Linked DNA regions of Anas platyrhynchos: region 1 is linked to region 2. The links are chromatin contacts, called in public Hi-C maps. All regions are on one chromosome and are shown on one strand. The core of a region is the stretch at or near the end of the contact, and the rest is flanking DNA. Distances in the headings are between cores, read along the strand shown.

Region 1 (2,700 bases), core at 134-2,633, 120 kb before region 2:
GTAACAGCTCTGTCCTACCTGCTTTTCACCCTCCTTCATTTGGGTTTTAAAAGTACATCACTATGTTATTTCCCCAGGGCTTGGGGTTTACAAAACAAAGTGAGCTGGGCTTGGAGCTCAGGAGCATGGCACATGCAGCTCCTCCCCTGGGCAGTCTGTTGTGCCAGGGAGTCCTGCAGTGAAGTGCACTCATTTAAGAGGAGGTTTGTTTAAAAAGCCTGAAAGGTCTGGATGCCCAGACCACGCAGCTACATAGAGGCTGATCTTCAGAGCAGTTACATTGCTTAAATTAAAATAATATCTAAAAAGAATAGAAAGGAGTTAAATCTCCTTCTATAGGCATGCATGACGCTCAGTGAAGCCAGCTGGAGCTGGGTGTACTTACTCAAAAGAGATTTCTGCTTTAAGTCATCGCTGTTACATCGCATAAGCATAAATGTGTATTTGTGTCCAACCCCGTGACAGAGCACCCTGCTTTGCTGTTGTTGGAGGCAGGCTTCCCTCACTCCCCGATGCACAGAGACACACCCAGCCAGGAGAAAAGCCTGACAGCTCTGCCTGCAGCCCCAGGCTACAAGCCCCGTTACAGCCAACCCGCTGTAGTGGTACCGAGGATCCCAAAACCTCAGCCAGTCTGCTCCAAAAGCGAGCACTGCCCCTGCTGCTCCAGAGCACCAACCCCACGGGCGTGCCTGCAGGCAGCCGGGGCACTTCTTGCTCTCTTCCCCACGGGTTCAGCGGGTCTGAGCGCTGTGCCCCCTCCCTCATGGCGCCTCCCCGTTACCTGCCAGCAGCGCCCGGCCTGGGCTCTCACCTGCCTGCCCGCTCCACACGCGCATCCCTCACGGCTCCTCATGGGTGAGGACTAACGGCTCACGTGTAAGCTCACACCGGCGGTGTTTTCCTGAAGAAAACAAAGGCTGTTAGGCACGTTTAAAACCCGATTCCCACCCGTTTTTGGAGCACCTCACCGAGCACGCCACGTACACCCCCCGCGCCAAACCTCCTCGCTGAGGCGGGGGCACCACCGCCTTCAGTCCCCTCCCCGCCCTCAGCCAGCCGCTAACGAGCCCGGCCCACTCACCCACCGCCCGGGAAGGGCCTCGGGGCAGGGCAGGGCCCCCGCTGCCGGCCGGCAGCAGCAGCAGGCGCTGGGCCGCGGCGGCCTCGGGCGGGAGCCGGGCCCGGCCCCGGTCCCGGGCCGCTGGCCGAGAAAATGGCGCCGCCCAGCGGGGACGCGGCGCTGCCTCCGGACTACACTTCCCAGCAAGCTCCGCGCCGCGGCCCTCCGTGCGGGAGCAGGGCGGCGGGGCCGCGGTGCGCGCTGGGACTCGTAGTCCCCAGCGCGGCGGCGGCGCGGTCTCCTCAGAGCGGCCCGCGCGGCGGGCGGCGCTGTGGCGCTGTGGCGGTGCCGGTGTCGGTGTGGCCGCGTCTCCCCGCCGCCGCCGCCGCTCCGCCGGCCCCTCACCGCCGGGCAAGATGGCTGCCGTCCGCAGGGCCCGCCGCGACTCCCGCTGCGTGGTGCGCTTCTCCGACCGAGAACTCTGCTAAGTGCCCCCCGCGGGGACCCGGCGGGACGAGGGGAAGGGGGCACGGAGCCCCGGCACGGGACGGAGCCGCCCGAGGGCCGGCAGCATGGTGAGAGGGGGCAGTGGGTGGCGGGGGGGGGGGGGAAGCGGGGGCTGCGCCCCGTCAGGCGGAGCCCCTGAGGGGATTTGGGGGCCGGCACCCCGCTCCTGGGGGGTTTGGGGTCTGAGGAGGCTGGGTCAGGGCGGCTCTGCCGGCAGCACCGCCGGGTCAGTGCACACCCGAGCCCTTTATGTCCCTCAGAACTCACCGCCCAGCTAAAACACCGATTTTCTGGCATAATGTCACTCCAAGCACATAGGCGTAACCGTGAGCTACTCCTCGTTTCCCTACAGTTCAGTAAGAGCCTTTGCCATCGGTCGCAGTTTTGCAGTGTCATCCCCGCTTATTCGCCAATTCCCAGCCCTCTCCGGCCTCGAACTCTTTTTCCTGCCTTTATTTTGCTACCCTGCAGTGCCGAGCCCCCTAGGAGGTGGCTGTTGTGCTCGGGGGAGAGCAGCACGCAATTGTTGATTGCAAAATAGTAAAAGCAGAACCACACGCATAAGCTGGTGTTTGCATTTGGCAAATGTTTTCCAAAGCTTTGCGAACAGATCGGAACCAAATCGACTCAGCAGACTTCTTTCCGCAGGTCGCAGGCTGGCTCTGGTGCTTGCTGTCTCCCTGTTGACCTTTTGGGTGATTTGCTGCCACTTTTCTCACGGAAAAATCGCTCGAGCTGCTCAGCCTGCGCTGGGGATGGCTCACTTTGTAAGCAGGATAGAGTCGCTGGTAGGTAGGACGGCTGACTTGTAGCACCAGGAAGGCCAATAGCATAGAGACAAACAGCCCTGATTCCTTTAAACTCCTGAGCAGTAACAGTGCAGGATCCTGTGAACCTGAGAAGCTGTAATTGCAGCTGAAGTATGTTTCCAGAATGCAGGGAAGGAGCCAGTTTTTACAAGTCAAAACCTGCCCCGGGTACGATCTCAGGAGCTGCCTGCCAGTGGTGATGCCTACTCTACTGGTGTGTTTATGTGTTTGTACTAGCAAAACCATGGGGATTTCACCGATCAAATAAAGAGCAGAAAGGCTGCTAATAGAGAAAAATTTTCCGGTCCAGTTAGCTGTGCA
Region 2 (2,700 bases), core at 92-2,591:
CAGCTTGAGTCCTTCAAGTTTCCTTTCTGTAGTGTGGATTTTGCTTTTCCAAGGCAGGTTGAGGAATAATGTCTTATTCTAGTGCTGGGTTCGGCTTCAGGGCAAGCACCGCGTTGCATCAGCTCATGGCAAGGCCAAACACGCCGTGCTGCTGGAAGCTGGAATCGCAGCCCAAGGGATGCAGCAGGACTGCCATCTCTCCCAGGCATGCCACACCTTCATATCCCCACAGCCTGAGAGGAAACAGGCACATACTGATGATACCACGCGTGCCTGGATGACAGGAAAGTGGGAAGTCAGAACAAGTTCCCAGGATATTGTGGATGCTTCGCAAAAATCCCTCCTGCCCTGCCTTGCCCTACCCGCACTCTGCCTTTCACATCGCTGAGATGCTCCCGGTGCGAGCAGCAGCACGGTGGGGATGTGTCCGGGGTCGGGAGCCCAGCACTTGCTCTCCCCATCAGAGCTGCCTCAGAGACTGCTGTGGGTTTCCCCACGGCTACTCCAAAACCAGCCCCAGCCCTTGCCCAGCAAAAGCAGTGGGACCTGTGCCAGTCGGGCTGGCCGTAAATAAAGGGGAAAAGACAAAAATCTGCAAAATGTTAGTTAGTAATTCTCTGAGCTGCAGTAGACAGAGTTGTTTCTATTTATTTATTTATCTCTAAAGTGACGTTTGCTGTCCAGAAGCGAACATTTCAAGAGCAACACCTCCCTACTTTACGCCTGAAAGCAGAGCTCCCGGGTTCACCCCGCAGAGCTGAGCTGGGTGTGCCACGGCCGGGAGCACTTGGCAGCTCCGCAGCCTGACTCAGAGGGGACAGTTTTGCTCTCAGCAATGCAATCAGCTGCACTAAACCCCTGGAAGGGACGGGCTGCCCTTCTTGCAGCCCCCAGGAGAGCTGCACGAGAGGGCTGGGAAGCGGCCGGAGCTGCTTGCTGAGCTCCCTGAGCTCACGCCAGGACATGACGGGATGTGCATGGACGGCATGGGCTGGGACTTGGACCGGGGGCAGATGCTTGGGGACAAAATCCAGAGAGGATTTGGAGCTGAAATCCTGAAGTTTTTCTCCTTATTCCTCCCAGGACAGTTATGTTCTCTCCCAGCTCACCGCGTTGCCTCTGAACTTAGGAGGCCACCTAGGGCTGGCCCTGGGCTTAGCAGTGAGCTTTTCCTAACCTCATCCCTCCTCATGTCGTGAGCAGACCCCAGCGAGGACTGTGGCTTGTTTGGGGGATTTTTTGCTTTGCCAACACTTTTAATACTGTCACAACTTAAGGACCCCGTCAGAGTTGAAAGTGCATCTCTGTCGTTCACCCTGGGATGAATTAGAGGCCGGGGAGCTTGGTAGCCTGGTTTACATCTGGGACACGCAGCCACATCTCCCAGTCACCCAACCCAGGCCTGGCCTCCCCCCAGTAACATCCCTTTCCGCGCTGCTTCGATTCGGAGGCTCTCGAGCTGGTGCCAGGGGGCTGAGTACGAGCCGGGCAGGCCGCGGGGTGCTGGCGGTGCGGAGGTTTTGCTGGCACAGCGCCCTGGTTTCCATCAGGCAGCTGCACGACGGGCTCTGGGCACGGAGTCGCAGTGCCTTACACGGCCAAGAGAAACACTCGGAGCTCCCGGCCCCTGGATGCCCATGTCGTGAGTAAACCGGGGCGGGGGGGTGAGGCGTCCGGCCCTGCGTGTGCGTGCTTCCATGGGAAAGGACTGGGAAGCGTGGAGCCCAGCCTCGTAAGTGGTGTAAGGGAAGGAATAAACTGAGCTGAAAAATGCCGGGGAGCCGGAGGTCATCCTGGCACAGCTGCTGCTGCGTGGGGAAGCAAAGCATGGGAAGGAGCAGGCGGTTTCAGACTCTTCGGCTTCACTCCTTCACGCTTTGTTCCCTACCACCCCCAGCCTCTTTTTCTGCACATGACCTCTCCTCCTTAAATAAATTCCCAGAGCCTCTTCAGGCGGCTCTGTGTCATCACGGGCTCTCCCTGTGAAAAAGGGAGAGCTTGGCCGTGAGTTCCCTGCTGCTCTCAGGTCACTTTGCACCTCTGAGCAGCAGAAAGTGGGGCTGGCAGAGCTGCGAGCCTGGCAGCGTCTTTATTTAATCATGTCATTACTGGCCTCTAGCAACACAAGGGCTCTCAAAAGTGTCTGACCATTGCAGGAAACACACAACCAACGAACACTTAATTTATCAACAGGTATTAGACACAAATTTTACTTTTTGTGCAGGACAAAGAAAACTAAAATTTGCACCCTCCCAGGGCAAGAGCAACATACAAAACACAACCCCTTGCTATGCACTTGGACAAGGTGCTATTTGGGATGCCTTCATCAAAATCTGTGCTGTCATCCTCATAACAACCTGCTTTCCTTTTAATCTAATTGCAGTTAATAGGAGCTTGGACTCCCTCCAGAGAAAGAGCAGTTGCTGTTGCTTCAATATTTATAAACTAACATTTTTCTAGCCAAAAAACAAACTCTTGGAAGCCAGCGATCAGGAGCCATCACACATGAGCATGCCTGTTAGCAGCTTGTCCCTGGTCCTTTCCCTCCCTTTGCTGCACCGCAGTCATTTTTGCCTTCTCACTGTCAGGATGACTACAGATTTCCCTCTAGGTGTATGCAATGGGTAGATTTTGGAAGAGCTTTGATTAAATTGAAGGGCCAAATTAATAGATAGATACACATGGACTTAGAAAAGACTA

The links. A called contact is a pair of places that touch in the nucleus more often than the background predicts.
Region 1: a contact with region 2 is called in a Hi-C map of subcutaneous adipose tissue, with 2.5 times the contacts expected there. The contact joins the promoter of FBXO9 here to the enhancer-like site in region 2. A contact is called at or near these places in 3 of 8 Hi-C or Micro-C datasets (liver, skeletal muscle and subcutaneous adipose tissue).

Annotation. Positions count from the first base shown.
Region 1 is chr3:96,291,328-96,294,027 of IASCAAS_PekinDuck_T2T, reverse strand. It overlaps FBXO9 (F-box protein 9), which reads left to right and starts at 1,383. Exons shown (of 13, transcript XM_072036371.1): 1 at 1,383-1,638. The coding sequence starts at 1,636. It overlaps CILK1 (ciliogenesis associated kinase 1), which reads right to left and starts at 1,232. Exons shown (of 15, transcript XM_072036370.1): 1 at 1,085-1,232; 2 at 785-904.
Region 2 is chr3:96,168,567-96,171,266 of IASCAAS_PekinDuck_T2T, reverse strand. No RefSeq gene overlaps it. Among named protein-coding and RNA genes, the nearest start is that of GCLC, 35 kb to the right of the region's middle. Within about 2 kb of position 1,341, at least 2 of the 8 cell types and tissues checked have an H3K27ac peak or open chromatin away from gene starts, as enhancers often do. A contact at or near this core is called in subcutaneous adipose tissue, where this site is marked.